Regions from separate parts of the Mus musculus genome. Here regions 1, 2, 4, 5, 6 and 7 are each linked to region 3. A link is a contact called in public HiChIP or PLAC-seq and promoter capture Hi-C data. All regions are on one chromosome and are shown on one strand. The core of a region is the stretch at or near the end of the contact, and the rest is flanking DNA. Distances in the headings are between cores, read along the strand shown. Region 1 holds the start of Kpna4 (karyopherin (importin) alpha 4). Region 2 holds the start of Smc4 (structural maintenance of chromosomes 4). Region 3 holds the start of Lxn (latexin). Region 4 holds the start of Lekr1 (leucine, glutamate and lysine rich 1). Region 5 holds the start of Trim59 (tripartite motif-containing 59). Region 6 holds the start of 9630025h16rik (a long non-coding RNA gene). Region 7 holds the start of Ccnl1 (cyclin L1).

What was found. Promoter capture Hi-C pulls out the DNA fragments that hold promoters and counts their contacts. HiChIP or PLAC-seq counts read pairs in DNA pulled down with a chosen protein or histone mark.
Region 1: an H3K27ac HiChIP or PLAC-seq map of embryonic stem cells shows a contact between it and region 3, with 17 times the contacts expected there. The contact joins the promoter of Kpna4 here to the promoter of Lxn in region 3. A contact is called at or near these places in 3 of 39 promoter capture datasets (the C10 cell line, cranial neural crest and liver), 1 of 115 datasets of contacts at active chromatin or transcription factors (embryonic stem cells) and 1 of 9 other capture datasets (adipose tissue).
Region 2: a promoter capture Hi-C map of hippocampal neurons shows a contact between it and region 3, with 4 times the contacts expected there. The contact joins the promoter of Smc4 here to the promoter of Lxn in region 3. A contact is called at or near these places in 7 of 39 promoter capture datasets (the C10 cell line, cranial neural crest, embryonic stem cells and 3 more) and 1 of 115 datasets of contacts at active chromatin or transcription factors (astrocytes).
Region 4: a contact with region 3 is called in a promoter capture Hi-C map of pre-B cells. The contact joins the promoter of Lekr1 here to the promoter of Lxn in region 3. A contact is called at or near these places in 1 of 39 promoter capture datasets (pre-B cells) and 1 of 115 datasets of contacts at active chromatin or transcription factors (astrocytes).
Region 5: a promoter capture Hi-C map of liver shows a contact between it and region 3, with 6 times the contacts expected there. The contact joins the promoter of Trim59 here to the promoter of Lxn in region 3. A contact is called at or near these places in 4 of 39 promoter capture datasets (cranial neural crest, hippocampal neurons, liver and 1 more), 1 of 115 datasets of contacts at active chromatin or transcription factors (astrocytes) and 1 of 9 other capture datasets (embryonic stem cells).
Region 6: a promoter capture Hi-C map of hippocampal neurons shows a contact between it and region 3, with 5 times the contacts expected there. The contact joins the promoter of 9630025h16rik here to the promoter of Lxn in region 3. A contact is called at or near these places in 4 of 39 promoter capture datasets (the C10 cell line, hippocampal neurons and liver) and 1 of 115 datasets of contacts at active chromatin or transcription factors (astrocytes).
Region 7: an H3K27ac HiChIP or PLAC-seq map of embryonic stem cells shows a contact between it and region 3, with 9 times the contacts expected there. The contact joins the promoter of Ccnl1 here to the promoter of Lxn in region 3. A contact is called at or near these places in 9 of 39 promoter capture datasets (the 3T3-L1 cell line, the HPC-7 cell line, embryonic stem cells and 4 more) and 6 of 115 datasets of contacts at active chromatin or transcription factors (astrocytes, embryonic forebrain, embryonic stem cells and 2 more).

Annotation. Positions count from the first base shown.
Region 1 is chr3:69,125,741-69,129,316 of GRCm38.p6, reverse strand. Kpna4 (karyopherin (importin) alpha 4) reads left to right here and starts at 2,225. Exons shown (of 17, transcript NM_008467.4): 1 at 2,225-2,585. The coding sequence starts at 2,517.
Region 2 is chr3:69,003,440-69,006,627 of GRCm38.p6, reverse strand. It overlaps Smc4 (structural maintenance of chromosomes 4), which reads right to left and starts at 1,890. Exons shown (of 24, transcript NM_133786.4): 1 at 1,538-1,890; 2 at 415-552. The coding sequence starts at 547. Ift80 (intraflagellar transport 80) reads left to right here and starts at 2,058. Exons shown (of 20, transcript NM_026641.2): 1 at 2,058-2,196.
Region 3 is chr3:67,462,540-67,465,870 of GRCm38.p6, reverse strand. Lxn (latexin) reads left to right here and starts at 1,964. Exons shown (of 6, transcript NM_016753.4): 1 at 1,964-2,285. The coding sequence starts at 2,157. The region is part of intron 13 of Gfm1 (G elongation factor, mitochondrial 1); the gene reads right to left.
Region 4 is chr3:65,664,467-65,667,612 of GRCm38.p6, reverse strand. Lekr1 (leucine, glutamate and lysine rich 1) reads right to left here and starts at 1,385. Exons shown (of 13, transcript NM_001166659.1): 1 at 1,302-1,385.
Region 5 is chr3:69,042,829-69,046,033 of GRCm38.p6, reverse strand. It overlaps Trim59 (tripartite motif-containing 59), which reads left to right and starts at 1,292. Exons shown (of 3, transcript NM_025863.3): 1 at 1,292-1,421; 2 at 2,192-2,266.
Region 6 is chr3:69,059,429-69,062,704 of GRCm38.p6, reverse strand. It overlaps 9630025h16rik (a long non-coding RNA gene), which reads right to left and starts at 1,843. Exons shown (of 2, transcript XR_867356.3): 1 at 1,637-1,843.
Region 7 is chr3:65,956,553-65,959,840 of GRCm38.p6, reverse strand. Ccnl1 (cyclin L1) reads left to right here and starts at 1,592. Exons shown (of 11, transcript NM_019937.4): 1 at 1,592-2,033; 2 at 2,266-2,340; 3 at 2,879-2,988. The coding sequence starts at 1,713.

The sequences.
Region 1 (3,576 bases), core at 976-3,475, 1.7 Mb before region 3:
GTGTATCTGGACTGGCTTCAGAATTCTGAAGCTTACTGCCCAAGTTCCATAAGTCTGGGATTGTAGAATACACAACTATAACTGGCTTAGTCATATTTTAAAATATACTAGTGCTCTGGGATTGTAGAATACACAACTATAACTGGCTTAGTCATATTTTAAAATATACTAGTGCTCTAGCGTGTAAATTCAGTATCACCTCAACTAAATCAATCTTTGGAGAATAAAACTATATGAGGGAGAGAGTCTCCAAGTATGGGAACCTGAGTTGGTTCCCCAGCAAAGCCAGTGCAGGTGTGTATGCCTGAGATCCCAGCACTGGGAGGAGGTGGTAAGCAGACAAGGCAGCAAGCACATCTTCGATGGTGAGCTTTTGATTCAGTGAGAAACCTTGTCTCGGGCCATAAGGTGGAGCGCAATAACAATGTAGGATATCTTGTTTTGTCCTCATTTGCACAAAGATGTGTATACCTGAATATGCCGACATGCCACACACACATAATGAACTTCATCTGAATTTTAAGTTCTGAATTCAACTTACATTCAAGTTAACCCTCAGTGTGAATTACTTCCAAAATGCTTGTTCGCCAAGCCCAGCAGAAAGTATACAAAATACCAAAGACTTATTTGGAAGGCATTACTTTGTATCTAAAGGGTTGTTCCCACCATTCCATTATAAGTTATCTTCAAGAGGCTCCTATCCTGCAGTTCTCTTTATCCCCCATTCCCAAAAGAACTCAATCCTTTATCTTGTTGAACCCATTGTCTTTGTATTATACCTTACAAAAGCATCCTCCTTTGACTTTATATAAGGGGTTTATAAAATATTCGCATCCTAAACATTCATTTCTGCATGTGGTTCTGCCCAAACAAAATATACCAGAAAGAACCAGAAGCCAAATGTTCCCAAAGGGTTTTGTAATAGAGTTTTTTGCCAAGTTCAGACACATTTAGCTTTCCTCTTCCTTCTGACTCTGAACTGCCACTGCTTCACAAAAACCACACAATTTGGGGAACTAATAATTGATAAATGAACACACACATTTGTTTGTTTTTAGACAGGGTATTATGATGTAGCTCAGCTGGCCTCAAACTCATCTCCACCTGCCTTTGCTAGATTTAACGTGTGGATCACTATGCTCAGCTTAAATATAGTTTTGAAAACATGTCCTCACTCTCTTTTCTGAGCCTAGGGCCTCCAGCATAATTAGCTTCTTCCAATGAGTTGTATTTCTATTATTATTATTATTATTATTATTATTATTATTATTAATTTATCTTGAGATGAACCCGCAAGAGAAGAGGGGAAGTGTCACTAAACTGCTCGAAGTGGCTTTGGACTCTTGCTCTGGCTGGCCTTGCTCTTGGGCTACTTTAACAGCTCCTCCTCTTGCCCAGTAGCTACGATTACAAACCGAGTCACCGGCCCGGAGCGATTCTGAAAAATTTGAGAGGCTCTTTTGTACCTGTTTTACATCCGCCTTTGGTTACAATGTTCCTGGTTAAGAGGTTTCTTTGGGATTAACTTCCTTTATCAAGAGTCACAATGTTGCATTTGCTATGTCATGGCTCATAGTCGTCATTCTCTATAAATTAATACTTTGTGATCAAGCAGTTTAATTTCCCAAGAGAAACTGCTCAAAATGGGGGTATTAGGGAAGGACCAATTTTTCTCAAGTTTCTACCTGTTGCGAACCTTCTACCTTCCTTTTCCTACCGGGTCCCTCTAGCTTTCCCTTCAGTTTTCAGAATGCACATCACCGTAGTCAGTCCTAGCCACGATGCCGGGTCCTAGGTTGGTTCGCAGTTCCCAGAACAGGACTCAGGGTTTAGGACTTCACATGTAGCTTAGACACACCTCTTTGCCTTCCAAAGTGAATGAAGCGCTCAAGTAACACCGGGGGAGAAAAGAACGAAGTTCAGAACCCCAACATCTAAAGCCACCCCGGGAATCATCCCACCATAACCAGGACCACTACACCCTGCCCATCCCCGCCCGCTCCCGGATCTGCTGCTCTTCGGCTGCCTCGGGTTTCTCCCTCCGCGCGTGACCCCTCCCCTCCCAAGCTCCTGCGCCCCGTCCCTTTCCTGCCCCAGACTCTCCCTTCCCCTTTCCTTTCGCTCTTCCGTCCCCCGCTCTCCATCGTCCCTTTTGATTGGCTAAGCACTCCGGAGCCCGGCCGGCCAATCGGCGGACCGGGTTGGCGGCGATGGGCGTGGCCGTAAAGCCGGGCCCTCAGATCGAGGCTGCCTCCCCCTCTCAGCCGGCAGCACATTCCGCCGCCGTTGCCGCCGCCGCCGCTGGCCCCGCAGTCGTCTTCGCCAGAGCTGCTGTGGTACCCGAGCTCAGGGCAGGAGAGGCCAGCCAGGAAGCGGAGGCCCGGCGGGCGAGAGGAAGCGAGCGGACGGGCGGGCGACGCAGGCGGCGGCCGGCTTCCTGGGAGCGTCTGTGCGGCGCGGTGGTTGGGGCGGATCCCGCGGGGCCCGGGCGGGTGGGGAGAGTCGCCGGCCCGGCCATGGCGGACAACGAGAAATTGGACAACCAACGGCTCAAGAATTTTAAGAACAAAGGCCGTGACTTGGAGGTACAGTGGGGTCCGCGGCCTCCGGCCCCCGGCGGGACGCGGGGTGCGTACGGAGTCGGGCGGGCGCGGCGGCCGGCATGGCGCTGGGCGGGCGGGCGAGCGGCCGTGACGCGGGCGCCGCGCCGGGAAGTTTGTGCCGGGCCTGCTCCGCCTCCGCCGGCGACAGCGCCGGGGCCCGCCGGGTGCGGCCTAGGCCTGTCCTGTCGAGCCGGCCAGACACGGGTGAGGGCGGCGGGCATATCAGCCGCGGCGGAGGCCCCGCAGCGGCGGAAGCTCAGGCTCTGCTCGAGCCCCCGACGCCAAGCGTCGCGGGTGGAGGGCGATGGGGGAGCGAGCGGCGACCTCGGAACTTCTCCGGGCCCGAGACGCCTCCACATGCAGGTTTTCCTAATCGCCCCGACTCTGGTTTTACTTCAATGTCCAAACTACAGGAGTCAACTTCTCCGCTGGAGAAAAAGAAAGAAAGAAAGAAAGAAAGAAAGAAAAAAAAGCCACCCCCGCCGCGAGAGGCGGTCCTGGTGATGCTAAGCAGTGCCTTCCAGCGGCCTGGGTTTCAGTTTGGTCCTAGCTGATTCAAAGATGTGGCTCACGATGTGTCCCTTTCCAGTCAAAAGATCACCTGCCTCCACCGCCTTATTTGAGCTTGTCCACAGATCTTTTTACTCCTCTCTGAGAAGAGACCACCAGTTTGCATTCTTACATAGAAAAGTCCAAAGGGTTATACAAAGCTGTCATCCCCTAGTCTTCTCGGTATCCTTTCTCTCCACCTCCTGGTGGTGGTGGCAGTGAGGAATCCGGTAGGCTATGGACTGACACCATCACGTATTATTTTAAAGGGGGGAAGAAGGCTTCGTTGTCATAGACACAGTTGCTTCCAAGGTTCGATGTATTAAGCACACAGTTTCTTTCCATTGTGACTTTTTTTTTTAATATAGGGAATTTAAAAAAAAAGTCAAGCTTTTAGCTTCTTATCCCCTTTTATGTTCTGGTA
Region 2 (3,188 bases), core at 641-3,140, 1.5 Mb before region 3:
GGGCACCTGCACTCATGTACATATGCCCGCGTCACCCAACACTGACACACTTTATAAAGTAAAAATTAGTATTGCGCCCCAAAAGACAATCCAACAGTAAAGGGCGAGTCACGCAACTCCACATCACATTCACTCCAGTCTAAGGGCGCAGAGGCGCTCAGCACCCATGCCGCTTTCAGCGGAAATATGAGAAAGAGGTCAGTACTACTCTAAAACACAGAAACTCACAACGCAAGTTTTCCGCTCACTCTCATATCTTCCAGAACCGTTAGAGCAAACTGCATGGAATTCCTCTGAAAACCAAAGAACGGCTTTCCGGAGCTTCCCAAATCAACCTGTCGTCGCCTGCGCCCCGCCACCCTCAGAGGGTCTCCACAGGCTTCCGACGCACGGGGATCCCGACCTGTCACTCACTTGCGGGTGCAGCGCTCTCCGCTTCGCCGGCCGGTTGCTCCATCTCTTCGTCGCTGTGGGCACCGTCCTGGGAGGGCGGCGGCCCTTCCTCCTGGTGGCAGGCAGTGGAGGGCTTGGTGCCCTTACGCCGCATGGTGGCTGCGGCAGAAGAGTCCCGAGTCAGGTCGGCCCGCAGCTCGCCGCTCAGGCCCCGCAGCAGCAGGACGGGCTCCGCCCAGGACCCACCCCGCCACCGCGTTCCCCAACGCCGCTAGCCAGTAGCGGGTCCCTAGGAAAGTGGCTACTAGGAACCCAGCAGTGGCAACCGGGCGGGACGGGTTTTCCCACGCCCCAGCTACGTGGGGAAACATAGCCGCGCCTGCCATCGCGCCCAGGACGGAGGAATTCGCTCAGGCCACCCCCGCCCCTGTGGAACCATCTCATAAGAGAAGGACGTCTGCTGACAAGTCTCCTCCCGTCGGGGCTGGGGAGTGAATGTGCTCGGAATCGGGGAGGGAGGGAGAGAGGTACAGAGTGGGAGAGAGAGAGAGAGACAAGTTCGTCCAGCTTCGGGGCTGCGTGGCTACTCTCCAGAGCAGCAGCGCCTGCCTGCCCGGGCGACTTGTCAACCCCCTCCCTTCTCCCCGCCATTTAGGTCCTGACGCCCGGACGGCCCTCGGAGAAGTCCAGGTCTCTTTTCCTCATCGCCCCAGCGGAGAGGATGGCCGAAGCCGGAGTCACCCGCCACACACTGCTGAACTGGACTCTGGCAGCGTCTGCTTGGGTTGGGTCACTTTCCGGGATAGTAGGGGGTCTAACCCTCCCGGGTCCGGGGCGGAGTCCCGATGGACGACAGTGTAAGCCATGCCAAGTGCCCAGGAGAGGCTCTGAGTGGGGCTGCAGTCCCCTTAGGAGACAGGACGGATCGGCCTGGGGGAGGGGACGCTCTGGCCGAGCCAGGCTCGCTGCCTCCCCCAGGAAGAGGCGCCGGAGCCGCCGCCCGGCCGCCGAGGGGGAGGGGTGACAGGCACGGGAGCTCGCCGAGCCGCCTCCGCCGCTCCAGCTCCAGGCCTTGGGGTTGCGGGCGCCCGCGGGGCAGGGAGGAGAAAGTGTGACAACCTGATCTAGAAGAGAAGGACTTCACCTGTCGGCGGGTCCACTCCGAGCCGGGCTGAAATGGTGGCACGGCCGACCCCCCGCCTCGCTCCTCCCGGTGTCTCGGCTCCGGGTCCTTCACTCGAAAATGGCGCCTAAAATCCAAACTCGAACGGAAATTCGTTACAAACGCGCGCAAGGGTTTCTGGGACCCGCGAATTTGAAAAAAAGTGCGGCGAGTCCCACCGCCATCTTCGGGCCGTTCGGGCGCATGCGCGGGCTCTACCCCAGGGACCGTGGCGCCGAGGGCCAAGTTACGACTGGGAAGGGAGAGCAAGCAGGGCTACGTCCTTTCTGTGGACTTTAACAGAAATGAGAGTTTCGCACTTCTAGAACGACAGCATTTGAAAAACTGGAGGAATTTGAAAAAGAAGGAAAAAAAACAAAACAAAACAAGCAGGGTCCCGCCTACAATTGTAGGCGGGTCCAAGTTGCCCAATAACACCTTCCAGGGAGAGGGCGGGCTCGGTTAGGGGCGGGGTCAAGAGCCCGCTCGGGTGACTGGCACCTAGCAAGTATCGCGGGAACATGGCAGGGGGAAACGCTCGCAGCGCTTAGAAATCACTATGGTGACGGAAAGGTCGGGAGGCTATTTGGTAACTAGTTCGAGCTCTGAGAGCAGTCGCCACCGCTTTCCTGGAACTTGAGGTAAATTTCTTCATCTCCAGAGCCTTTGAAGAAAGGGCTTGGAAGCGGTAGCGGTCATTAAGACCTAGCTTCTCTTGGTTAGATGGGATGAGCTTTGCGGGAGCATCAGTTATTTTCCATCTTCTTCCAGCCACCAGGGTGTTGATCTTGGGATGTGGAGTTTACAGGTAAAGCGAGGAAACCGGGATTATTGAGTTAACCTTGTAGTCCATTTATGAATAACAATGATTTTTGAACTATTTTGTGTAAGTGACACTACTGAAAGGTGTTGAGTTTAAATAACCATTTGGCCAGCAGGGCTCCTAGTGGGAGAAAGGATTCGCTGGTGATAACTAGTTACCGTTATGGGGGAATTAGTTCATAAGTAGCATTTGTCTTTGTTACACAGTGAAAGGAATAGCAAGGGTTGTTAAATGGATGCGGCAATTCCTAATCCCGAGCGGTTTAGTTTCCTTAATGGGCTTTTAACCTGAGTTTGAGGATAATGATGGTTGGGACAGAGTTTCTGACTCTCCGAAAATTGTATACCAAGTTTTGTGTGTTTTGGCATTGTTTTCCTGAATGTTTAGTGACCCTATAATTTTGAAAAACGGTCTGTATCACTCATCCTCCCCAATGTTAAAGAACCGCTGATTAATTTCGCTGCCCCCAGTAAGTATTTATACAGCAACTTTTAAATTGAGAGCTGTTAGCCTTTCTCTTTTTTTTTCCTCAACCTATTTAGGGTTTGGCATTTTAGAGCACCAATAAACCTTTTTTTTTTAAAAAAAAAGATTTATTTATTATTATAATCTAAGTATACTATAGCTGTCTTCAGGTGCACCAGAAAAGGGTGTCAGATCTCATTACAGATGGTTGTGAGCTACCATGTGGTTGCTGGGATTTGAACTCAGGACCTTCAGAGAAGAGCAGTCAGTGCTCTTAACCACTACTGAGCCATCTCTCCAGCCCACCAACCTTTAATGAATGAATTTACATTGTTCTAAAATATA
Region 3 (3,331 bases), core at 715-3,214:
GAACGAGAACAGACTGAAAGACGAGACTGACTGGCAGGCAGGCAGGCAGGCAGGCATGCTGAAGGGCAAAGACTAGCCTGGAGTCACACTGCTGGCAACCCGTGAAAGACTTTGTCAAAATATCATGTCATATTAAGAATTGTGGGTTTTTAAAAAAAAAAAATCTATAATTTGTAGATTTATTTTTACTTTTTTTTTTTTTTGTTTTTTTTTTGAGACAGGGTCTCACTATTTTGCCCTGGGTCATCTGAAACTCTCAAGAGATCCCCCTGCCTCTGTCTTCTAAGTGCTTGTATTAAAAGCATGAGCCACCATGACTGGCCATTTTGATTTTATATTCATACTAAGTTATAAGCCACAGTATTTTTTTTATCTTGTTTAATGCTCATACTGTAATATAATACCAGTAGTATAAAGTATATAATCCTGGGGACTCATAATAACTTATTACCTTGAAGACAATCTACATATTACTCAAGTCTGAAGATAATGGACTGAATATCAACCACTGGTGAGATTGTAGTAGGTAACCAAGACCCAAGTGGGACTGAACAGACAACTCAGTGGTTGAAAACACTTTCTGCTCTTGCAGACTGGGATTTGATTCCCTGCAACATGGTGGCTCACAGTCATCTCTAACTCCAGTCCCATGGAATTTGACACCTTTTACTGACACCTCCTTGGGCAATAGGGACACACACACACACACACACACACACACACACATCATGCAGGCAAAAACTCTAAGAAAGACATTTTAAAAGAAGGCACAAGGCTAGGAATGATATTCTTGCAATTCAGTTTATTTAATGTTTAAATGAAAAAGTTTCCCTTTTAAGTAATAATTACAATTTTAAGAAACCTCAAGTGCCATCATGCCAGTCTATACTAATTATTAAATACAGAATCTTTGACTATTCGTTAGACTTTAAAATGCTCACTTTGGAAGCCCATACTCACACACACACTCTCTCCTAAAGGGGTTGGCTTACAGCTAAAAAGACAAACATTTCCAATATCAAGAGAAAAAAAAAAAGTTAGACTTGTTATCCCCTAGCTGCTTCATTGCTGTTGGCTAACATAACTAGAAAAGATGGGGAATGAACGAACTGAGTTGGTTGGTATTTAATAATCCACTGGGCCCAAAGAAAGTCCTCAGTTATAGGAAAGCTCCATTAGCACACGAGGAAAGCAACACGTGTCCCACAGGGCACCTTCCCCTTCTCTGCAGAGTGGCTGCAACATAGACAGTCTACCCAGAAAGCCTCCAACCATCTACCTTTTAAGAGAAATAGAGATGGGGCTGGAGAGTTGGCTCGGCAGCTGAGGCAGAGGACTTGAGTTTGGTCCCCAGCACCCATACTGTGTGGCACACAACTCCAGCTCCCGGGTAATCTGATGTGCCTGCACACACGTGTGCACATACACATAAAAAGTCATTAAAATAGGATTTCAAGAAAGATGGGAGTGGTGGTTCACGCTCATTAAGCTTTATATTTCTAAGATCACTAAGGTCTTATGAATGGGGAAGTATTTCCTCTGATCCTGACCAGTCTCCCAACGTTTTAAAATGGCTTTTCTGCTTTCCCACTCTGGATCTGCCTCTAAAGGAACCTGGCTGAGCAAGAGTCTCACAAAGGGAAGGGTAAGGGCTGAATTACACTTGGAGCACTTTGCCCCCTGCCCCGTGACAGCCCGTTTGAAAAAGGAGAGGTGTACTCTAATCTGTACGTGAAACAGCCAGCGATTCCTCATCCGGCAGCTGAAGCCCTCAGAAGGACCCATCGAGGCAAGGCCAGAAAGCCCTTCCCCTTCCTCCAGGTTCTCCCTCCCGCTCCACACCTGCCCAGACCCGCGGGAGCCGGAGGGAATGCCCGAGCTTTTCTCCCGGAGGTGCCCGCCTACCCCAGGGCGGGGCCGAGGCTCCCGGCAGAGCCACTGCCCGAACGGTTTCCTGAGTGAAGGAGGAAGAGGGAAGGAAGGCGCTGAGGAGCGAGCAAGCGCGCACGCCCAGCCCAGCTACCGACTGACTTCACCACCTCACCGACACCCACTTGGACACCCACTCGGCTGGCCAGCACTCCACACTGACGGGACCCTGGCTGCACCCGCCGTGATCTCTTTGAACTAGGATAGCCCGCGCTGTCTCCCCCAAGATGGAAATCCCACCCACCCACTATGCTGCGTCCAGGGCCGCCTCGGTGGCGGAGAACTGCATTAACTACCAGCAGGGGACTCCCCACAAGCTGTTCCTGGTGCAGACGGTCCAGCAGGCCAGCAAGGAGGTGAGTCTGCGAGGAGAAGCCCTGCGATCGGCTCCCCCTACTGCCCCCACCCCATCCCGGCCGCGGGACCCTGCTCTGCCTCTGAATAGCATTGCTATGAGCTCCCCTATATGGGACTCATCCCAGAACTGTTTGCTTTCACGGTAAAGCAGAGGACCTATGCAGCCAGATTTTGTGCATATTAGTTTAAGGGATTGGGAAATACACGGGGTTAATCTCACCCTTTCCTGTGGAGAGAAGAGGTCTAGGGAAGACAGCATTCTAAACAATCTGGAAGCTGTTATAGTTTCTCCATCTGCCGCTAGCTAGCCTTGGCCAACAAAAGCTCATGGCCTCCAAACGACTCCATAAACTTTTAAGAGTAACTCTTAAGCCCTTTGCCCAAAACGACGGGAAAACGCAAGAAATTCGCCCCGAGGAAAAAACAAAGGCAGTGTGGGCTGCTCGGGCTCCAGCCGCCCACATCCTGCCTGACATGCAGCCTTGCCTCTGCTGAAGCCGGCTAGGCTAAAGGGCCTCACCTACCTAGCGAGTGTCCCTATTTTTTTTTTCTTACAGCTCAAGATTTTTTTGGCTGACAAAGAAATGATTTTTATTTTCGAAACTGTACTAGATAATATAAATTAGTTACACACTTCAAAACTGGCTTTCATTTAAAAGGGGGATATCTAAATGATCTATTCATAAGGTCTTTTGAAGTGGTGTTTGACAGGACAGTATCAACAGCACTTACACACACTGTCTCTGAGCACTTGGCACTCATCCACCACACGTCGTTTACTCACTGAACACTCTGGTACCCCCGGCTTTAAGACAAACCCTTCCAAAGATGTGCCTACTGCCACTGCATCTGTGTCCTCTGTACGTTTCCACCCGCTTCCTAGACCTACCTAAATAAACTTGCTAGATACTGCCAAGTCCATGCTAGACACCCGATGACCGCCTTCCTGAGCAGCCGGGCTTGGGAAGCGATGAAGGATGGTAAGATGTACAGTCATGAGGAACGTCAGAACAAGACCCCTGGGATGTTTTAAAAGACGCAAAAC
Region 4 (3,146 bases), core at 136-2,635, 1.8 Mb after region 3:
GTACATAATCATATACTGTCATAGTCACATGGCAAGAAACCAGAAGGCATTATCTTCAGTTAAGCCATCATTGGTGAATGGAAATGATAGTATCTTGGGCTCCACAGGAATATTTTTCCCTTATACAGCCAACTATATCTCCTCTTAAAGTGCCATCCACAAAAGTATTAGCAAGCATGGACCTAAATAACGTATAAATTCAAGGTACCAGTGGGATGTTTATTATTTAATGCCTTCGCTGTGACTACTCTTAACATATTACTATGTCACCAGAAGTGGCAGGCTTCTGGCTATGAAAGAAAAATTTAAAAATAGCACCCTGGTAAATTTGAAAGACCTCTAAAACGAAGTGGAGGAGAAACTGATGTCAATGCACATCGCACAAGACATAGTAACAAGATTACAGGCAAGATACATTCATTGGATTCGTCCCAAGAACATGTGTAACTTGTCCTCATATAAAGACACTTTATTGTAAACCCATGTAAACTGTGAGTGCAGACTGTAATAACTAGGTGCTTTTCTGCTAAGCAATGCATGCTGATGATTACAACTAAGAGGTGGGCACCTAAAATTCCCAAGGTGACTAGAAGGGTACTACTTTCTTTAACGTTTATTTTTGTTATTGCCTATATTTTAAGAAACAGCTTGTAAGCCGATTAGAAAAGTCCATTGGGTCTTTATAAAGATGTGACTACTCGTGAAAAGAATAGTAGAATCCACATATAATTCCGCTTTTCAAGAAGTGTAGGGCTGTTTGCTCTTTAGCAGAAGAAAACGTGATTTTTAAGTTACCCATTCAGTATTTTAACCAAACAAGTTCCTTTTGGTCTTTCCCATTATATATGTGGAAACTGTCCTTGGCAAAAGTACAGAGGTACGTGGCCGCTGCTACGTGCGTTTGAGAACCTTCTCTGTGACACTGGTCACGAGATAGACGTGCGTGTTCTTAAACGCAGAAATGCCCTTGGTGGTTCATTTCCGATTCTTACACCGGTGTCACGCCCGGTCATTAACTCAGGTTCTGCTTCCAGGCCCTTCCTCAAGTACCATTCCGGGGGCGTGATTCACCGAAGGGCAGGTCGGGGGCAAGAGAGCAGGAGGTCACTGCAGGAAACTAACCGCCCGACCGGACTGCGCTGGCCCAGGCCTCGCCTGGGGCGCCGAGAGGCCGCCCCACCTTCCCGCCTTCCTCCTCCCGACCCCCGCCGCCCCGCAGTCCCGCGCCGCCAGTCTCTGCGCCGGAACTGTGTCCCCGCCGACCGGGTCCTCTGAGGACTGAGGAAGGCCATGACCCTCACCTAGCCCGGGACTCCGCAGGGTGTAAAACGGCTTCCCTGGTCTCCCGGGCGACCGCGCTGCACGTTGGCCTGACGTCAAGGCGCGGTGACGTCACAGCCCCCGCCGACGCGGAAGCGGAGCTTCTTTTGCATCATTTGTCCCAAAAGCGAGCTAGGCGGAAGCTGGAGCGGGTGGCGGGGGTCGAAGGAGAGGGCGGATTTACGCGCGGTTCTGTGACGGACGGGGATGGGGCTCTGGAACCCGCGGGGACGACGGGCAGCCGAGGCTGATGAAGAGGCGGGAAGTGGGTGGCCATGTGCCTCATCTGCAGGGGCAATCATTGTTGTCGAACGGAAGGAAAAGAAGCTTTTAAGTGGAATTGACTGGGGAAGGCTTGCTTAGAATTTCATTCTGGTCCAAAGAAGTCAAGATGACGGGTTTAGTTCATGAAGTATTACTGAGACGTGCTACTGCACACTCAAGTAATGGAAGGCCTCTTGTTTTTACACACTGACGACTTCCCTTTATTCATACTTTATTCATAAAACAAATACTGATGACCTACTACGCAACAAGCAAGCAGGATGAGATGATGCTTGGTGACTAACACAGGCCACTGGTATGATTAGTGTCTTCGTAGTCTGCTCCTTTTCCAGGAGCATCTGAGGTCCAAAGTTCTGATCCTCCAGTAACTAAAGAAAACACGGTTTCCTAGCAGAAAAGAACAATAATTGCTGTTAAAGAATAGTTTGCATGAATAGAAAGAAAAGGCATTGGAGAGAGGAAGGTGAACAGGTGATTTGAAATAGTGCCAGATCTATTGGAGCTGCTGGTTGATCACTAGTATGAAAATAACCGCATGAAAATAGTGAATACTCCCCTAAGTCATGAAAGATATAGATTATGCAGAAACTAACAACAGTTACTTACTATTGAGTAACTAGTATTATGTACTGTATATCATTGAATATATACAAGAGGGCTAGAAACAGAGGGCTTCTGACAGCATCACCACGAACACTACACAAAATGTCTCGGTAACTAACATCACTAGATATTAGGAATTTTATACCAAAAGTATTGTTATAGGGCACATAACTACAGTTTGGACAATAATTACCGAGCACTTGTATCTAAAAAGGAAGGCAATCCTCTGAAAATGGGATGAAATCCCATGGAAATGCTATAATTCACTTTCATCTATGCCTCTTCGTTACACATCACCTTGAGTCCATTTTCCTTACCACTGTAAATGCCCTCTCAATCCTAAATCCCATTGCTAATTAGCCACAAGCCTAACTTTCTGTAGGAGTGCCACATGTGGCACTCCTACAGAAAGTTTTCATTATTATATAAAGTCCAGTTTAGGTAGTGGTAGACCCAGTAAGAATTTAAAAAGAAAGGATAGCTTCCGGAAAGAACAGAAATAAGAAGTGTATTTCCAATTGGCCTATGCCAAATGGTCAGCCCTTGAAAACATGCATACAAGAAACAGTATGTGGCCTCTACAGGTTGTATTTGGAAATATATGTGTATATGCAAATGCATGTTTGAATCCAAGAACAATTGGGTAAAAGAAAGACAGTTTGTGCCTAATCTAATTGCATCTCGTTATGCCCTGTTTGGTGGATATCACTGGGAGGCCTGCTCCTTCCTGAAGAGAAATAGAGGGGCAGTAAGTCTGGGGGAGAGGGGAGGTTGAGGCCAGGGGCTAGAAAGGGGCTAGGAAGGATGGAGGGAGGGGAGGTTGCAGTCAGGATGTATGAGAGAAGAATAGAGAAAAGAGAGGCCATGAATTTGAAGGAGAGTGGAGAGAGTTATATGCTGTAATTAATATAAAAGCAATATAAAAGCAAATCTTTAAA
Region 5 (3,205 bases), core at 43-2,542, 1.6 Mb before region 3:
TGTGAGCTGCTGTGTGGGTCTTCTGGAAGAACAGCCAGCGCTGACTTTCTGTTTCAAAGCTCAAGACAAAAAGTTTTCAAGCAAGGAGTCTGAGGAGCGCCAAGAAGATGTTAATGTGCGCTCAGCGGTTTGGCTTTTCCATGGTGGGAACTGAACACGCCAGGCGAGCACTGGAACTGAGCTACACCCCCAGCTCAGAAGTCACATTTCTGTTCATCATCTTTCCGATATTATACCTGTAACAAAACCACGTATTTCCCATCCTTTATCCCGTTTCTCAATACTCTATCACAAAGGGAGTATTGGGAGTGTGTATATCGTAATGGAAGACACCCAAAGCAGCTGATTTTTTTTTTTCAGCCCAAAGTTTTCGAAGGCTGACGCCCCAACACATGAGGTTTTTAGGTTTACGACTTTTACGCTTTGGTGCCTGTATTTGAATTGTAATTTCTAGTCTTTCTTTTCCAGACCAACACTATCATCTATAGAGCGCATGAATAACAGTTCATAAATCCTGAGTAGCGCTGCCGGTCAGCGTGGAGCTGCCTTAGTGCTAAGGCTCCTCTTCTCTGCCCCTTCCCCATGTTTGGTTACAGAACTTTCTGGCAGGGTCGGGCACTCTATGGACCTGTAAAGCACACTCCTTGAAGGCACAATCCATTTTCCTTCCTCTACGCCCCCTCTTTCCATCTTGTCTCCGAGGTCAAGTCTTGCTGTGAGTCTTAGGCTGACTTGGAATCTGCTCTGTAGCTCACACCGGCCGGGAGCGGAGAGCGGTCTGAGCTCTGGAATGGCGTTTCTCCGAGAAAGTGAAAAGCCACTACTGTGTTTTCTGACCCAGCGTGTTAGAGAGGACAGGGAGGACACAGATGAAGGCTTAGGCGCGCCTAAGTTGGAGGACCGGAGCCTCACGGGGGCGGGCGAGCGCGCCGAGCCCTCCAGCCGGTGACTGAACAAGGAACCTGTGAGGTAACAATGGAAGAAGCCTGCGCGCCGCCAGCTCCAGAACCATCCCGTGCGGGCGTGGTCCTAAGTAATAAGCAGTCCCTCAGCCAGCCGCCTCCAGAAGCCGCCGGGTCACCCGCGCATCCCCGCCCTCGCGAGGTCCTGGCGCCAGCCCTTCCCCCCCAAGGCGCGACCCCTGCCGCCCGTGCGCTTTCCGCGCCGCGCGCTAGTGCGCAGGCGCCTGGCCCTCGGCCGTTGGTGTTCAAAGGCCGCCCGCGCTCTCTCATTGGCGGAGGCGGCGCGGTTGAAAGTCGCTGCGGCGCCGCCGGCCCCGCCCCCGCCGGGCACCTGAAGACTCGGGCGAGCGCCTCGCAGTGTCCGCACCAGGCTGCCCGGGAGCCCTCGCCGTGCGCGCCGTCGCCCGCCTCGCCCGCCTCGCCCGCCTCGCCCGCCTCGCCCGCCTCGCCCGCCTCGCGGTGAGTACGCGGCTCCGCCGGGGAGGCGGCTCGCTGCCCCTCTTTCTCGAGCGCCCGCGGCCCCGGTGCGTTCGCCGCCGACTTGAGGATGGGGAGGCGGGCTGGGCTCCGGAGGGCGTGCGCTCGCCTCTCCTCGCTTCGCGCGCTCGCGGGTGGAGCAGCGGCGCTCCGAGCTACCGGCGGGATTGAGGTCGTAAGGGCCGGTAGGTGAGCCTAGCAGATCCCGCAGCACCGCGCGGGGCGAGTGAGCCCTGGGCATCCTGGACAAGAGGGTGTGACTGCCATCTTTGAGCCACTTCTTTGTTTGGAGTTCACGTAGGACTTATGCCCATTGTACAGATGTGAACCTTCATAGGTAAAACTGAGGCCTGCAGCGTTTCGGAGACCACCCAATGTGTTGATGGGAATAATTTAACGTAGTTTCGAGCTGGGGATATCTACGCGCGAGGATATTTCTAGTCGTCTTGCTGAGTTTAAATAAAACTTTGAAGCGGGGCATGAACGTGCACGCCTGTAACCCCAGCATGGGGGCAGACAGAGGCAGCAAGCTCTCCTGTGCGTTCCAGGTCGTCAGTGAGGACTACAAAATTAGTCTCAAAAAACCCACCAAACCAAACTATGAGTGTTTAGTTCCCATCATTGGTTAATCTTGTCCAGAGTCAGAGATTCGTTATGTTGTAAAAAGTCCTTTGTGTGGAAATGGTTGGGACTTTAAAGATGAAATATTTACTGCAGGCAAAATCTGAAACATTAAATTGTTTTACTTTTAGAATAACAAAGGATCCTGGAAAAGTTGGAGAAGATAAAGTACACCCAGTGTCCAGATCAGGAGATTGACAGACCAGGTAAGCTCTGGGAAGTTAACTGGATACGAAGAAACATCAGGATATTAGAGTGTGTGATTCCTGGGCTATGATGAAAGATTGAAAAATCTCTTGAAAAAAAGATGTATATTGGAAGTGTATAAAATTTTAACCATCTTATGGAGGAAGCATAAAGTGAGAAATGACCTAATCTAAAAGGTATTCAGTTTTTTGTTTGATTCTCCCCCCCCCCCCAAAAAAAAAAAAAAAACCAAAAAACAAAAAACCATGGTTTCTCTGTGTAGCCCTGGCTGTCCTGGATAATTGCTCTGTTGACCAGGATGGTCTTTAACTCAGAGATTCCTCTGCCTCCCAAGTGCTGGAGCCAAAGCCATCACTGCCTGGCTAAAAGATTTTCACTTTTATCTAACAGACATTTTATAAGCATGTGTGGACGTCTTAAGTCATGCACACAAAATGGTATTGCCTTACACGTTTGCACGCTGCATTTATTATTCAAGCTACCTTTATTCCTTTTTGCCCAGTATTACACATTGATCTACATTTTTAGTGAGCCAAGGTCCTGTATTTTAACCTGGTAAAAAGTAAAATTTTGACTTTGGGTAATATATATATACTGACATTGCAAATATGTTGCTGAATGTTTTCCATCAAATATATTTTCACTTTGAAAAACTATTTTTTGAATACTGTGTTTTATGTATATTGGTAGACACACTGTTTTCACATTAGTCTTCACATGCACACTAGGAGAGGGCAACAGATCCCATTTCAGGTGGTTGTGAGCCACTGTGTGGCTGCTGGGAATTGAACTCAGGACCTTTGAAAGAGCAGCTAATGCCCCTAACTGCTGAGCCATCTCTCCAGCCCTAAGAAATAGTATTAAAAAATCAGTTAAAGTATAATTTCTCATGTCAATTCCTGGTTAAGTTACATTAGTAGCTTCTTTCATAGCTTTGT
Region 6 (3,276 bases), core at 594-3,093, 1.6 Mb before region 3:
CCCTCTACCTCCAGCATTCTTAGAGACTTCCACATTTACACCATCTACTTAGCCTTCTACTGATCTCTTTTGCATGTCAGTAATTATAAATGTAAATGGGACACTGTTATACTGGAAGATGTCAGCTTGAATTTTGATACCAGAGAAAACAGTGCCTAACTTCAAAGGATAGACTACTCTTACTAGTAGCTAATATGGCTGCTGACTTTAAAGCCAGAACTCATTTACCATTCCAAAGATCCTAGGGCCCTTAACAGTTAAATCTATACTGCCTGTGTTTATGTTTTATAAGCAGAAAAACAATGACTAAATGACAGCATCTATCTATGACATGGTTTCTTTTTTGTTGGTTTGTTTTTGTTTTATTTTTGGTTTAGCTAGGTTTGGTTTGGTTTGGTTTGGTTTGGTTTGGTTTGGTTTGGTTTGGGGATTTTTGAGATACCATTTCTCTGTAGCTGTAGCTGTCCCGGAACTCACAATGTAGACCAGGCTGGCCTCGAACTCAAGAGATCTCCCTACCTTTGCCTCCCAAGGTGTGTACCACGACCGATGGGTTTGGTTTGTTGAATATTTTAAACAGTTGAAAATTAATCCTCAGAAAAAAGTCCTTTGAAAATGTGCTTTTTGATAATGTACCTGTCACCAAAGACCTATGTAAACAAAGCTGCCAAGTTCTGCTGGTGCCTGGGGCTTGAACATGGCCCCCTTATTCAGTTATATCTTCACTAGCTTTCTGGTTTTGATTGTTTCCTTTACTGCCTGAGCTTGGATGTCATGGAACTTGGCAGTTTGGACCATATTGGCCTTGAACTCAGAGATTTTCATGCCTCTGTTTCCTTAGTGCTGGATTAAAGGTATGTACCACCATGCCTGGACCTAAACTTTTCTTTAATTCTTTTCACAAGATAGAAGCTTAGCTGGGTGGGATCTTGCCCAGAGGCCCCACTCCCTTTAATGCCACTTAAATCTTTAATCTATTATCTCCCTGAACACAATATTTAGCTCCATACCACTTTCTAGTGCCCCTTTAATCGTTGAACCATATATTTTGTATTTTTCCTTTCTCAGCTTGGAATGTTTGATTAAAATGCTCTTCATGAGAGTAAACCATAATACAGAATCTATTTTAGGCTGTTTTGAGATATCTTTTGCCAATGCAATTAATCTAAATCTCTTCACCTTAGTCTTAGATGGACTGTTCAGACAAGGGCAAAAAGCAGCCACATTCTTCACCAAATTATCATGAGAAAAGTCTTTAGGCAACAAACTAAAAATATTCTCTTAAACTTTGAACCAGGCCCCCACAGTCGAAATCACTGTCAGCACCACTGGCTTCCATGTTCCCACTAGTCTGGCCCGTTAAGTCCAACTTAAGCATTCTAGTGTTTCCTAATCCAAAGTCCCCAATCTGCATTTCTTCAAACAAACATATTCAGGCCTATCAGAACAATACCCAGCCCCTGGTTCCAACTTCTGTCTTACAGTTTTATTGCTATGAAGAGATACCTAGACCATGGCAACTCTTATAAAGGACAACATTTAACATAATTTTTAACATAATTAACATTTATTTTTAACATAATTATGTTAACATTTATGCCTAACATAATTAACATTTAACAGGAAACTGGCTTACAGTTTTAGAGGTTTAGTCCAATATCATCACTGTGGGATGCATGACTGCATCCAGGCAGACTTGGCGCTGGAGAAGGAGCTAGAGTTCTACATCTTGATTCATAGGCAGCAAAAGGGGACTGAGTCAGCACTGAGAGTAGCTTCAGTATATATGAGACTTCAAAGCCAGCCTCAACACTGACACTTCCTCCAACAAGGGCACGCCTACTCTAAGGCCACAACCCCTAATAGTGCCCCAAACACATGAGTCTCTGGGAGTGGACAACCAGTGATGGGTTTAATTTGAAGCCCATACCACGATGGGGAGCATACCGAAGACAGGTTGAGAACAGAAGTACAAATTTAAGTCAGTGTTACCAATGTCTAAATACTTTAATGTATAACAACATTAAAAAAAAAAAAGATTTGTTCTGTCCTACTCCTTTGACTAATATGTTTTGGGTTTTTGTTGGTTTTCTTGGTTTGTTTGGTTTTTTGTTGTTGTTGTTGTTGTTTGGGTTTTTTTTTTTTTTTTTTTTTTTTTTTGGTTTTGGTTTTGGGGGTTTGGTTTGTTTGTTTGGTTGGTTGGTTTTTCAAGACAGGGTTTCTCTGTGCAGCCCTGTCTGTCCTGGAACTCACTTTGTAGTCGAGGCTGGCCTCGAACTCAGAAATCTGCCTGCCTCTGCCTCCCAAGTGCTGGGATTAAAGGCATGTGCCACCACTGCCCGGCGACTAATACGTTTTTTGTGATGCTGTTGCTTCATAACACCCCATAACTGGCATCTTTGTAATCTTCAGGAAGGCTGAGCTCTAATTTAGGGTTCTTCCTCTATAGCAGAAGAGAGAAGTAGTGTAAAAAGAGTCAGTCCCCAACATTTAGCCAACCCTGTACCACTGGGCTTTTCTTCCTTATTCTTCATGGGTCTTATTATATTGTCCCAGCTGGTCTTGGCCTTAGATTTAGGAAGCCTCCCATTACTTAGCCTGTGGAGTAGCTGGGATTATAGAACACACAACTACATCAACATCCACCCTGATTCATATCTGTTACTGCAGTCTTTCCCCTGGCTGTGGATGCCCCAGTGAAGATCATGTGCATACTCTAGAAATGAGCTTAGAATGTCTACAGAAATTAGGGGTCCTACTACATAAAGCATGGCCCAGAAGACAGGACAGGCATTTTCTCAGAGATCTCTTACTCTTGTGCTAAAGTGTGGCTGAAGAAGATCCAGAGTGGACCCCTGTAAGCAAGGATACTGTGTAGAAAGAGGTTCCTCTACTCTAGTTCTTCCTGAAGTTTTCTTTGATGTATGTAGACCACTTTGACTTCACCTTTGCCTTTCATGTTTCCAGTGCATTCACTACCAATATCACCCATTTGAGCAGTATCTATCTGTTTGTCTGTCTGTCCCATCCATCCATCCATCCATCCATCCATCCATCCATCCATCCATCCATCTATATATCTTCTGGTTTTGGTGCTGAGGATTAAATCCAGGACCTCACATATTTAGCAAATAGTCTACCAAGAAGCCACACTTGAGAGTCTTAACTATATATTCAGTGTGTTGTTACTTATTTCCTAAGAGTATGACAGTAGGGGGTTGGTCTGGTGCAGCTACGTTTTCAAATACTAAATACTTGGCCCCTAAGATCTGGTTT
Region 7 (3,288 bases), core at 343-2,842, 1.5 Mb after region 3:
GTTAATCCGACGATGAGGTCACAGCTGGACAAGCAATTAGGAGTTGGCAACCTACTTGAGGAGGGAGATCCCTGGATATATTCCCCTTTCTCTTTGTTGGTGGCAAGGGATTTGTTTTTACCAAGGTCTCACACCATAAAGTTCTGCCTACACAGTCCTACAGGTATAGGGCCACATGGCTGTAGCCTGAAACCTCAGAGACCATAAACCAAAATTAAACCTCATTGTGGACTTTCTAGGTAATCTGTCAGTGACAAAAAGCTATCACAATCATAAAATTTTTGTTTTTGAGGCTTTAGTTGAGTACTGGGATTAAAGGCTTGTGCCACCACTTCCTGCTCTATATAGCTTTTGTTTGGAAGAGGTTTTGTTTCATTTTGAAGATATTATATAGCTCTTACTGGCTTGGAATCAGTCTGACCCTCTAATCAGAGATCCACCTGTCTTTGTCTCCAGAGTGCCCGTCCCAACACACTTTGTAAAAATGAGCTGTGAAAATACCTTGCTTTGGTGACTAAGATGTATCCAAATTTTCAGTGCGCTCTATAGGTCCAAGGTTAAGACACTTTTCAAGAAAGTAAGCTTTAACAAAATAACAATTCCAACCCTTTGTACTGAGTCAGGAGATTTTTCTTTCTCCCTAAAGGCCATCTCAGAGGATTAAGCTGGAATAAAAAGATCATGGGAGGCCAGAGGCAGAAGGATCAATTGTTTCACGGTCGACCTCAGCTTTTGGGACTTTTAGTATGGATGGAAAAAGACCACAGCTCTCAGCCAGGCGGTGGTGGCGCACGCCTTTAATCCCAGCACTCGGGAGACAAAGACAGGCGGATTTCTGAGTTCAGGGCCAGCCTGGTCTACAAAGTGAGTTTCAGGACAGCCAGAACTATACAGAGAAACTGTCTCGAAAAAAACAAAAAAACCACAGCTCTCATCTTAAAGGGAATAAATGATGGGTTATCCTGGAGCCATTTTGATTGACCATGGTCCCGGAACACAGATTTAGGTTATTCCAAACTCCATGTAAGATGAGAGCTGTGTTTTTCTCTTCATTGACACAGGGATAGTTACTTTCTCTCCACTCTGACAAAAACCATCTCTTTAAGACGAGACTCCCCAGCGCAATGAAATCGCCCGTGTACTGTCCTCGCCATAAACCTATTTTTGGAACTAGGGATTTTCCAGATTACTGTAAACCCGGCGAAGTGAGGTCAGGGCTAGGCATGCCTTTCTAGGCTACACCCCGACACCCACGCGCGCTCGGAGCTTTCCGGAAACCCCAGGCGCTCAAACTGGGAAGCTGCCCGGTTCAGAGTCACTTTGTTACACTCCGGTGTCGCCGACCGCCGGACTGTCACCAACGCGCAGACCGTGCAGGGGTATCGGGGCCGACTCACCAGGCCAGAGTCCGGGTTATCCGGTGACTAAAGCCATTACCACCCCTGAGCCGCCAGCACCCTGCCCCGCCCTGCCCATCCGGACCCCTCCGCCCGGTGTCACCGACCGAAGCGCGGAGGAACTCGTTGGCGCGCGCGGGGAGTGGAGTGGGGTGGGGTAGGGCGTGTCGGCGTGGTGACGTCAGGGCGGAAGCGCACGCTGCGTGCGGCGGCCTGGAAGCCGGCGGTCACGGGAAGATCCGTCGCGCCGAGGACGCTGGTTAGTCTCGCTTTGGGTTCCGGCTGCGTCGGGCGTGCGTGGAGCTCGCTGGAACTATGGCGTCCGGGCCTCACCCGACCTCGACCGCTGCCGCCGCCGCCGCCGCTGCCGCCTCCGCCTCGTCCGCCGCCCCGAGCGCGGGCGGCTCCAGCTCCGGCACGACCACCACGACGACGACCACGACCGGAGGGATCCTGATCGGCGACCGCCTGTATTCGGAGGTGTCGCTCACCATCGACCACTCGCTGATCCCGGAGGAGCGGCTCTCGCCTACCCCGTCCATGCAGGACGGCCTGGACCTGCCCAGCGAGACGGATCTGCGCATCTTGGGCTGCGAGCTCATCCAGGCCGCCGGCATCCTCCTCCGGCTGCCGCAGGTGAGAACCCCGGCTGGTTGCGGGCCTCTCCGCCGCGGCCAGGTTTCTCCGGAGCCTGCGCCGGGCGGCGGCGGCGGCGGGAGCTCGGGCGGGCGAGGGTGGGGATGCGGGGGCGGGCGGCGCCGCGCGGCCCGGGCGGGGGAAGGGAAGCGAGCGGCCGCACAAAATGGCGGCGGCGCCTGGTGCGGGCCCGCCTGACCCCGGCGCTTCCGTTCTCCTCTCTCGTCTGCAGGTGGCGATGGCTACAGGGCAGGTGCTGTTCCATCGGTTCTTCTACTCCAAGTCGTTCGTCAAACACAGTTTCGAGGTAAGCGCGGCGGAGGCGGACAAGAAGGGATTTCTTCATCCGGAAGCGGGGAGGAAGGGGGTAGGAACCAGCTTTTCCAGAAAGGGAGTGGTTAGCTTAGGCCTTTGTACCTCGTTCCCACCCAGAAGGAAATGGGGCCCGTAGAGCAATGTTTCAAGAACTAGAAAATGGATCCCCAGTTCACGTGCTCTGTTAACCAAGAACTACGTTTTCAAGCCATTGCACAATTCTAGCAAGAGGTAGCTTGATTCTGACCCAAAATTAAGAGCAGTTGAGCAATAAAACGTAAGAGCTGGTCTAAAAATGTCAGCTTCGATTTTATTTCGCTAAAAAGCCCGTTGTATCCTAAAGAGGGTTCTTTGCCGGTCCTTGGTGACCCACATCCTTGGGCAGGCAGATGTACATACAGATGGAGTTCCTGGAAGCCAGGACTACACAGAGAAGCCCTATCTAAAAACAAAACAAAATAAGGGTTGTTAGACTTTGTTAAACTGTTTCTAGTTTAACTTCACTTGGATTTTTACCTGGGTTCTTTCAGATTGTTGCTATGGCCTGTATTAATCTTGCGTCAAAAATCGAAGAAGCGCCAAGAAGAATAAGAGATGTGATTAATGTATTCCACCACCTCCGCCAGTTAAGAGGAAAAAGGTAAGATTGGCCTGTTGAACATAGTATCTCTTGCTGTACTGTGCACCAATCATCCAGTCAAAACATCTTCTCCCCTCCCTCAAGTCAGTGTGGATGCAAAAGAAAGCGGACATTAGGTGCTGAAATTCACGTAGGAACATTGAAACTTTTAAAATCCCCTCCATTAACCAGCTATCTGAAGTTTGTAGAGACAGTTGCATTGTGGACAATTCTAGAGTGCTGTGAAGCCAGTCCCTTGGCTTAAGATTAAACAAGAAAGGGAGTACGGTTGGCTCAAGTGGGAGTGTATTCTGTAAGTTG